Linked DNA regions of Mus musculus: all the other regions are linked to region 2. A link is a contact called in public HiChIP or PLAC-seq data. All regions are on one chromosome and are shown on one strand. Each heading gives the region's core, a stretch centred on a gene start, on an enhancer-like site or on the middle of the called end of the contact. The rest is flanking DNA. Distances are from core to core; before and after follow the strand shown. Region 1 overlaps Pik3r3 (phosphoinositide-3-kinase regulatory subunit 3). Region 2 holds the start of C530005A16Rik (RIKEN cDNA C530005A16 gene). Region 3 overlaps Pik3r3 (phosphoinositide-3-kinase regulatory subunit 3).

Evidence for each region. HiChIP or PLAC-seq counts read pairs in DNA pulled down with a chosen protein or histone mark.
Region 1: a contact with region 2 is called in an H3K4me3 HiChIP or PLAC-seq map of bone marrow-derived macrophages, with 2.1 times the contacts expected there. The contact joins the enhancer-like site here to the promoter of C530005A16Rik in region 2. A contact is called at or near these places in 7 of 39 promoter capture datasets (the C10 cell line, cranial neural crest, frontonasal cranial neural crest and 4 more), 1 of 15 datasets of contacts at CTCF or cohesin (the NIH/3T3 cell line), 2 of 484 Hi-C or Micro-C datasets (growing oocytes and nephron progenitors), 10 of 115 datasets of contacts at active chromatin or transcription factors (bone marrow-derived macrophages, embryonic basal ganglia, embryonic forebrain and 6 more) and 4 of 9 other capture datasets (adipose tissue, embryonic stem cells, liver and 1 more).
Region 3: an H3K4me3 HiChIP or PLAC-seq map of bone marrow-derived macrophages shows a contact between it and region 2, with 2.8 times the contacts expected there. The contact joins the enhancer-like site here to the promoter of C530005A16Rik in region 2. A contact is called at or near these places in 6 of 39 promoter capture datasets (the C10 cell line, the HPC-7 cell line, cranial neural crest and 3 more), 1 of 15 datasets of contacts at CTCF or cohesin (the NIH/3T3 cell line) and 7 of 115 datasets of contacts at active chromatin or transcription factors (the 230-238 cell line, the NIH/3T3 cell line, the SCID.adh cell line and 4 more).

The regions. Positions count from the first base shown.
Region 1 is chr4:116,298,228-116,301,470 of GRCm38.p6, forward strand. It overlaps Pik3r3 (phosphoinositide-3-kinase regulatory subunit 3), which reads left to right. Exons shown (of 10, transcript NM_181585.6): 10 at 1,407-3,243. The coding sequence ends at 1,605. Among named protein-coding and RNA genes, the nearest start is that of Pik3r3, 78 kb to the left of the region's middle. Within about 2 kb of position 1,409, at least 19 of the 459 cell types and tissues checked have an H3K27ac peak or open chromatin away from gene starts, as enhancers often do. A contact at or near this core is called in bone marrow-derived macrophages, where this site is marked.
Region 2 is chr4:116,595,804-116,599,170 of GRCm38.p6, forward strand. It overlaps C530005A16Rik (RIKEN cDNA C530005A16 gene), which reads right to left and starts at 1,827. Exons shown (of 3, transcript NR_029450.1): 1 at 39-1,827. Ccdc17 (coiled-coil domain containing 17) reads left to right here and starts at 927. Exons shown (of 13, transcript NM_001037916.3): 1 at 927-1,154; 2 at 1,230-1,298; 3 at 1,460-1,565; 4 at 1,635-1,797; 5 at 1,877-1,960; 6 at 2,040-2,158; 7 at 2,371-2,484; 8 at 2,697-2,824; 9 at 2,928-3,022; 10 at 3,158-3,361. The coding sequence starts at 984.
Region 3 is chr4:116,244,808-116,247,826 of GRCm38.p6, forward strand. All of the region lies in intron 1 of Pik3r3 (phosphoinositide-3-kinase regulatory subunit 3), which reads left to right. Among named protein-coding and RNA genes, the nearest start is that of Pik3r3, 25 kb to the left of the region's middle. Within about 2 kb of position 1,529, at least 3 of the 459 cell types and tissues checked have an H3K27ac peak or open chromatin away from gene starts, as enhancers often do. A contact at or near this core is called in the SCID.adh cell line and bone marrow-derived macrophages, where this site is marked.

The sequences.
Region 1 (3,243 bases), core at 159-2,658, 300 kb before region 2:
GTGCAGTGAAGGTGACCTTGTGTTAATATCTAGTACAGTGAAGATGACCACATGTTAATATCTAGCGCAGTGAAGATGACCTCGTGTTAATATCTAGTGCAGTGAAGATGACCACATGTTAATATCTAGTGCAGTGAAGATGACCACATGTTAATATCTAGCGCAGTGAAGATGACCTCGTGTTAATATCTAGTGCAGTGAAGATGACCTCGTGTTAATATCTAGTGCAGTGAAGATGACCACATGTTAATATCTAGTGCAGTGAAGATGACCACGTGTTAATATCTAGTGCAGTGAAGATGACCACGTGTTAATATCTAGTGCAGTGAAGATGACCTCGTGTTAATATCTAGTGCAGTGAAGATGACCTCGTGTTAATATCTAGTGCAGTGAAGATGACCTCGTGTTAATATCTAGTGCAGTGAAGATGACCTTGTGTTAATATCTAGTGCAGTGAAGATGACCTTGTGTTAATATCTAGTGCAGTGAAGATGACCTCGTGCTAATATCTAGCGCAGTGATTTGTGCTCTCTCCTAGTGCTTCACCTTGTGGTGACCTCCAAACAGAAAATTATCTTCATTGCTACTTCATAACAGTAACTTTGCCACTGTTATGATTGTAATGTAAATCTCTGTATTTTCTGATGGTCTTAAGTGATCCCCTGTGAAAAGGTCATTTGACCCCCAAAGGGGTTGCGACCCATAGGTTAAGAACTCCCAAGGCAGTTTTCCTGTCACGGTCACACCTACTCAGTTCCTTGAAATGTAATAAACTTGATTTTCTTTCCACCAAAACATCTTCATAAAGTTGATCTACATAGTTATTATGATCCTAACAAAACCCACAGCCCTGGGCTGGAGAGATGGCTCAGTGGTTAAGAGTGCCGACTGCTCTTCCAAAGGTCCTGAGTTCAAATCCCAGAAACCACATGGTGGCTCACAACCATCTGTAATGAGATCTGATGCCCTCTTCTTGTGTGTCTGAAGACAGCTACAGTGTACTTACATATAATAAATAAATAAATCTTAAAAAAAAAAAACAGCCCACAGCCCTAGCTGAATATTTGCAGAAATTAAAAAAAAGTTTCTAAAATTCCTCTGAAATGCACAGGACCCAAAACAACCCAAAGCACTGCCACCTGACATCAGCACTCATGATTGTAAGCTACAACAATCAACAAAGGAGGAGTTAACAAATGGACATGTATGTGGAGTGACAGGAATTGAGGGCTGAGAGAGTAGGCCTACATGGGTGGTGGTTGTACATACCTGAAGTCAAGCCTTTAAGAGGCACAGTTGTGTTTGATTGACAGGATGCTTCTGCCTGGATCCTATGTATAACAATTGCTCTGGACTTCCTCTGTTTCCTGGACATGCCTTAAGTATTTTCCTGTGTTGTCTCTCAGTGCAGACGGGGAAGTGAAGCACTGTGTCATCTACAGCACGGCTCGAGGATATGGCTTTGCAGAACCCTACAACCTGTACAGCTCACTGAAGGAGCTGGTGCTCCATTACCAGCAGACATCCCTGGTTCAGCACAACGACTCCCTCAACGTCAGGCTCGCCTACCCTGTCCATGCACAGATGCCTACGCTCTGCAGATAAGCAGAGTGGAAGAGACACGCTCTCTAGCCGTTTTTTTCCTATGGTTTTTATTAGACTACGATGAGGGCATTCTTTCAACGTAGACTGCTTGTTTTGCACAAGTGATTCTGTGAATGTGAAATGGAGAGGCCAAGCAGTAGCTTGGATTTAGAAATGAGGGGCCCAGGGTCTCTGGCCTCGGCTGTGCTGCTGCACTGATGGACTAAGCTGGAAGCAGATATTGGTTTCATGGGGTTTGGGTTTGTTGTCAGGCACCTTTAAAAGAACAGCTAAGGCTTGTTGTGGGTTGGGGTGGGGGTTTTATTTGGAAGTTTCTGAAGAGTCCACATCCCTTTGTCCTCAACCCTAAGAATGCAGCAGGTCACAGTTCTGCTGGGAGTTGTTTTGATTTGATAGTCTCTTCCCCTTTCCCCCAAATAAAGAGCCGATTTTGGCTCTGTGGTAAAGTGGGATTTGGTTTGGAGGGAAAAACAACCAAAGGAAAATAGGGAGGTATGGGATTACATTTTCAGAATCTAAACCAAGGAGGCAAAAGACCCCTTCAGTTGATGTTACTTCAATTTTATCAACATAATCTAGGCTTCAGCATCTTCACCAACTCCTCCCTCTAAAGCACTGTGTTCAAAAACCAACAAAGCAGCATCGCCAGACCAAGGTCTAAGGGGAGGACAGTAGTAGCTGAATGTACACTTCTGTACCAAAACTTGAAAGACTAGAAATGTGAGTTTCAACAAACACTAAAATTGGTCAGTGTATTTCCTTTTGCCCTGGCCTTGTTTCTCAGATGAGGAATAGAATTATTTTGTGGAAATAGTAAGCTTTGAGTCATAATGAAGTTGGTGCTTGTGTGGTGTTTCTTTAAAGAAATGTTTGAAACCCTTGTAAGTTGTTTTATGAGTAAAGAAACAGTGCAATCCAGTGCTTTTAGATGGCTTGATATACCAAATAATGATAGAGAACAACATTGTTGTGTGCTTCCTCAAGTTTAAAAGCCTTGCCAAAACTATACAAGGATTAATTTGCCTTCATCTCCCCTTCCTTTTTTGGATAGGGTTTAGGGAGCCATAGGTAGCTAAAGGAGGACTCGAGTTTGTGGTCAGAGACCTCAGTAAATCACAGGCACATGAGGCCTGGTATCCATGGTGAAGGGTCCATCACATGACATGTTATTCAATACTGTGGTTGAAGCGTTTGCCAGAAGAGGGGATGACGTGGAGTTCAGACTATCTGGGGAAATAATCCACAGGCTTTCCTGCTTGCCCTTTTTGTGAGCCTGCTGTTAAGGCAGTGCACACAGCCTGCTCTCATGCTTCCGTGGCTGTGGTTTAAGCCTTCAGCTAAGTGAAGTTAGATAGAGGAGAGGGCAGCCATCTATTTATGGATTCACACTCATTTAAGAGTTCAGCTGCTTCAGAGTCAGTTCTGGAGCCATAACAGGCTCAGTATGACTCAGCTGCTTGAGCCCAGTAATGTGCAGTCAGGCAGTTTAGACAAGCAGCCTGTGCCTGGGTCATCAGGCTTACAATCAGGGAAGATGAAGTTTGGGGGCCAAAATAAAGATGAATATGACTTTCCCTGAGCACTTCCTTTGGTGACAGTGTCTAGAAGAAACCACAGTATAGAGATAGGTCAAAAGTT
Region 2 (3,367 bases), core at 577-3,076:
TCTTCTGGTGTGTCTGAAGACAGCTACCGTGTACTTACATATAATAAATAAATCTTAAAAAAAAAAAAAAAAAGAGCAGTGCAGGGAAAATCCATCTTGGAGTTAGTTCAGTTGAGTGTAGTTTAGAGGCAGCTTCACCAAGTAGAGCACTTCAATGAGAAGCTAAGAGAAGCCGGTTTGAACCAGTTCAGAGAGGACTTTGAGACAGAACAGCTGAGTTGAGTCAGCCAGCTTTGAGGAAGAGCTAGAGTGAGTTTATTCAATAGTCTCAGAGCCTGAAAACATTTTAGGCATAGATTCGCCTAGGAGATGAGGATGAACGTTGCTTTTACAGATCTGTGTAAAGGTGACGATAACTTGACCAGCAGAAAGAGCTCGTTTAACTCACAAGTAGTATCCATCTGACAAATTGTATTCTCCCCAACGGGTCTCCCAGTTCTCATTACTGGAAAGGTTCAGATCATTCCTGTCCCAGAATGGGAATTAGAAAGACTATTCCATTGTGTGGTGTGTTAATTCTGTAAAAGATGGGTTTATGCAAAGACATACTGCTAATATGAGGTTTACCTTGTGCGGAAATGTTCCCTACAGTGGAGAATTCTAGCTTGAAATCTGTCCATTTTAGAGAACAGCTGTGGTACAGATGACAGTTGCCTATCAGAGGCTAAATAGGCAATGAAGTCAAAGCCGCAGTTAATTAAATACTTGGCCAAACTCACTGTAATTGGTGGAACAAACTGACATTTTCACACCTGGGCCCCACCCAAAGGTGGCCAGGCACATTGCCCAGGCCTGCCTAAGCCTGTACTCGCTGCCCAGGGAGCTAGGGCACCTCCCCAAACATAAACATACATTTGAAGGACCTGGCGATTTAGCAGACTTGGTCTATTCTTTGTCCCTTTTCTCTCTTTTCTGTCCAGTCCGCCTTTTCTCTTTTGTCACATCCTCTGTAGGACGCTGGTGTCTATAAGAGATTCCATTCCATGGCCGATTACTCAGGGGAATCAGGACTTTTATCCTGTGAATCCTGTGATATGGTTTTCCGCTCCTGGGCTCTGTTGGCCACACACACCAAACGATTCTGCATTGGCCGGCTGACTCCGGAGGTAACACTTAAATCACAGCCTTCAGTCGCGATCAAACGAGGCACCAAGGTAAGGGCCGCCAGTGGCCAGGGGTAGGTTTTCCATCAATCATTATTCTTACGTTTTTTGCCTCCCCGCCACCAGATCATGGCACAAGAAAAGAGCCGTGATCAGGAAGCCAGCACATCTGCTCTAAAGAGGCTGACAGAGGAGGTACACACCAATCATGACTACAAACTTCAACTTTACATGTGTAGAGATTTACATGCTGGAAATCACCCAGTACAGAAATAGCGGGTCCGAGTTATTTGCAGGTGCAGTTGCTGTCCCTACAGAAAATAGGTCCCCGAGCGACTGAGGGTCTCACTTCCCAGACTGCAGGGAGCCCTGGGGAGAGGCTGCGAGTCTTGCAGGGAACCCGCGCCAGACGCATGGCAGAAACAGAAGCACAGAGCCGGGCGCTGGAGCGTCGCGGCGAAGGTGAGAGGTAAGGACTCGGCCCTGTCGCTGTGCTCGGACTCACCCTGACTCTGCCCATTTGTCCCTCAGAATTAAAACGGCGCCTCCACAGCGTGGCGGGACCCAAGGGAGGATTACCCCGCCCATTCGACTTGGAGCGCGAGCTCAGAGAACTCAAGGAAGAGGCCAACCGGACCCGGGGAGCACTGCAAACGCTAGGTGCGCATTTCCAGGCGCTCCAGCTTCAGCCTCGGTGAGTTGCCGGCCCAGCTTTGGTAGGAGTGCGGGCGGGGCCTTGGGCTCGGGTCAGTGACATCATCTGCTTGCGCCAGAAAACTGCAGGACACCCATAGGGCAGTGGAATTCTGTTACCTGCCCCTGCGGTTCAACCCGGAAACGCTGGCTGCAGAGATCCGGTGAGGACCCCGGCCCTGGGTGGACAGGATCGGGAGTCTGTTCAGTCTGGGAGATCGCTTTCTGCTGCCTTCTTGCTAGGATCCTACGTGAAGCCTACGTGCACGGTGGAGGCCGGGACCCAGAAGTTCTGGACAAAATATTGCAGCTGCAAGTGGAAGCGTCAGCCCTGGAATTGCAGCGGTCGCAAAACCGCAAGGGTGAACGAAAGGGTCTATCATAGAGGGTTTCTACACTGATGGTCCTAGAGTTGGAAGGAGAAAAGGGCTTGAGGGAGAGCACCACTAGAATGGGAGGCACGTAAGCCCAAGGAAGGAAAACCCATTGCCAGATGACAAATCCAGGCTTGTGCAGAAACCCTTAAAGTTGGATTACTACATAATGCTTGACAGATCACTTTAATTCATCTCAGAAAAACTAAGTGCCGCCTCTGAGGAGGTTCTAACGGTGGAAGCCGAAAACAGGCTCCTGGAGGCAGAAATCCTGGCATTGCAGAAGCAGAAAGTCCTGAGTCTGTCGCCCTGGGGTCAGTGAAAAATACAGCCTCTCCCTAGACAATCCCAGGGAACCCAACTCTGAAGGGGTGAAGGGACCAAGTCGGGAGGATGAAGTCCATGTCTGTAACGTGTTTCTGTCAATACAGCTATCTTTGTATCTTTGGTTTATGAGCCTGTACTCCCTCTGACTTACTCAGTTTGCTGCTTCCTCCAGCTCAAGCCACTTTGTTGTTGTTTCTAGGATCCAGGGATCTCCCCGGACACCTGAGTAGGTGTGATAACTCCCTCCTCCCTCCACTGGTTGCACCCCCAATACCACAACTTACAAGTTCCACAAAAGCCCAGAACTTCCATGGCACTTCAAAGACTGTGAGAAAGACAGCATTCGGGGTTGATGGCTGGCTTGACATGCAGTTTGGGGATCATGGGCAGATTGCAGTTCTGTAGGACTGAACTCTTTTGTCCACAATAGATACTTAATGGAACCATGACAAGAAAAATGGGTCTGGATCTCCACTTCCTCCTACCTGCATCAGATGTTCTAGGTCCAGCACCCTATGATCCTGGGTGAGGCCTGCTCCCTCCTTCACAGCATTTTTGAATGCTGACATTTATGGAGACCCACCAACCGCCATCCAGGCTTAAAGTACTGGCCGGGTGGAGGAATTAGGGGCTCTGTGTACATAGATTTGTATTCTTCAGGGCTGGCCTTGTCATTTTCTATGACTTCCTGCGGGGCCTTGACACTTCTTGGATATGGGTACAGCTAATGACCAGCTTGGCCCGGAATGGACAAGATACAGGAGGGACCACAGCATTACCTCCAGCCCTTTGCTTGCCACAACCTTCAGCTCCTGGACCTATGGGCAACTGTGCTATCCTAGCAAGCAAGCAGCCTGTGCCCAGGTTAGT
Region 3 (3,019 bases), core at 279-2,778, 350 kb before region 2:
AAGCATAATAAGATATTCCAAGGGAAACCACATTCATAAAACCTTTTTATTAACAGTATATTGTAATTTTTGTATTTTCTTAATCTCATACATTTAGTTTATAAGTTTAACTTTGTCATAGGTATATATGTACAGGAGAAGATAGTTTCTATTAGATTCAGATGTTATCTATGGCTTTAGGTATTCATTTGAGATCTTGGAGTATATCTTCCTGGGATCAGATTAGAGTGACCATTGGCCACTCTGTGGGATGGAAAGGTCACTGCTTAGAGGCATGTGGATAAATTGCTAACAAAATAGTAATCTCAGTTACCATTAGAAACTATAAATTGGAAGTGGCATGATTTTCTAAACTGTTGTAATTTCCTTCAGGAGAATTCAGAAGCTGTGGCATAGTAATAATAGAAACAGGGTTTTGGGGTTTTCCCCACAGTGGAGTGACAAAAGAACAGGGAGCTTGCTAGTGAATTCCAGGCCAGCCTGGCCTATAGAATGAGTTCCAGGATAGCCAGGGCTACATAGAGAAGCCCTGTCTCAAAAAAAAAAAAACCAAAATAAATAAATAATTGAATAAATAAATAGGAAAGCCTCAGAGAAAACTCTTGTTAGCCTTCATTCATATATATATATATATATATATATATATATATATATATATATATATATACATACATATACATATATATGTATATTTTAAAATTATTTTTAAGCTATACATGAAAACTGTATACATATGTTGGATACCATATGATATCTATCTTAATGCTTAGATCAGGTTAAAGAGATTTATGTTAAAAAAAAAATCTCTCTACCTTTTCCAGCCCATGGTCTTGAGCATGACAGGCAAGTAAGTACTCTACCATTGAGCTTCATCTCCAACCCGCCATCTCCCACTTTTTTTTAGATATTTTCTTCATTTACAATTCAAATGCTATCCCAAAAGTCCCCCATACCCTCGCCCACCCACTCTCCTACCCACCTACTCCCACTTCTTGGCCCTGGCGTTCCCCTGTACTGAGGCATATAAAGTTTGCAAGACCAAGGGCCATCTTTTGATACATATGCAGCTAGAGACACAAACTCTGGGGGTACTGGTTAGTTCATATTGTTGTTCCACCTATAGGGTTGCAGATCCCTTTAGCTCCTTGGGTACTTTCCCTAACTCCTCCATTGGGGGCCCTGTGATCCATCCAATAGCTGACTGTGAGCATCCACTTCTGTGTTTGCCAGGCACTTTTTTTTCTTTAAAGATTATTTATTATTATATGTAAGTACACTGTAATTGTCTCTAGGCACCCCAGAAGAGGGCGCCAGATCTCATTACGGATGGTTGTGAGCCACCATGTGGTTGCTGGAGTTGGAACTCAGTTAAGAGCAGTCAGTGCTCATAACTGCTGAGCCATCTCTCCAGCCCCCGATTTTGTTTTGTTTTGTTTTTGTTTTTGTTTTTGTTTGTAGAAAGGATCTCTACATAGCTCAGGGTGACCCTGCATTTGAGATCCTGCTTCCTTGCCTCTCAAGTGGAAGGACTGTAGATCAACATCTTACTATTTTACATGTATATGAAATCATTCTGCATTTGTCTTTCTGTGTCTTGCTTATTTCACATTTTTCTATTTTCATGCCATGAATCATAGTGTTTCTCTGTGTAGCTTTGGCTGTCTTGGAACTTGCTCTGTAAACCGGGTTGGCTTTGAACTCACAGGGATTTGCCCGCCTCCGCCTCCTGAATGCTGGGATTAAAGGTGCACTCCACCACTGCCCAGCACCCTCTACACATTTTTAAAGATTAAAAAATTGTTTAGATTTATTTTTTCTCTTTTATGTATATGGTGTTTTGCCTTGTGTTTAGAGTAGCTAGAAGAGAGCATTGCATTCTCTGCACCTGGAGTTACAGAGCCACCATGTGCATGCTGGGGATTGAACTGGGTGCAGAGTCCTCTAAAAGAGTAACAAATACTCTTAACTGCTAAGAAAATTGCTCCAGCTCTCAAAAACAAGGTAGTAGTTTTATTTTAAATTGTGTGTGTGTGTGTGTTTGTGTGTATATGTCAAAATGACCTTGGAGTACTTGGTGTGGTTGTTGAGAATCCAGTCCTCTGTAAGAGCACCACGCACTCCTAACTGCAGGCCTATCCCTCCTTCTCCCCCAACTTATATTTGAGACAGGGTCTCACTGTGTCTCCTCACAGTCCTGAAACTCACTATGTAGACTAGTCTAGCCTCAAACTTAGAGGGCTCTGACTACCTCTGCCTCCTTAAAGCTGAGATGAAAGGCATGCACCACCATGCCTGATGCCCACCCCCTTTTAATGGCCAAACAATATTTTATTTTACATAATGCCATGCTTTATCTATTTGTGAATTGATTTATATTTAGATTGTATTTCTTATGAATAAATGCTATGAGAAGCCGGGTAGTGGTGGTGCATGCCTTTAATCCCAGCACTTAGGAGGCAGAGGCAGGCAGATTTCCAAGTTCGGAATTCCAAACTACAGAGTGAGTTCCAGGACAGCCAGGGCTATACAGAGAAAACCCTGTCTCAAAAAACCAAAAAAAAAAAAAAAAAAAAAAAAAAAAGCTATGACAAACACAAGGGTACAGTATTCTTCTTAACACTTGATTTCATGAAAATAGAGTAGAATTGTTAGATCATATCATTCTGCTTTTGGTTTTTGACTATTGGGTCATATGGTTATTCTTTCTTTTTTCTTAACTACCATAATTTTGCAAACAGTTGTTATCTTTATTGATTTTTATTTTACGTGGGTATTTTGCTTATATGTTTGTCTTTGCTTTGCACATGCTTTCATGAAGGCCAGAAGGGGGTGTTGGATTCTCTGAAATTGGAGTAACAGTTGTTAGCTGCCATGTGGAACACTTGTTATCCTTTGTCATGCTTGCCCACCTTTGGTGTTGGCGATTGACCCAAGGCTTCATACAAACTAGGCAAGTGCAACCAAAACTACTACAACCAAAATCCCCAGATTGTTGTTGTTTGGTTTTTTAGACAGAGTT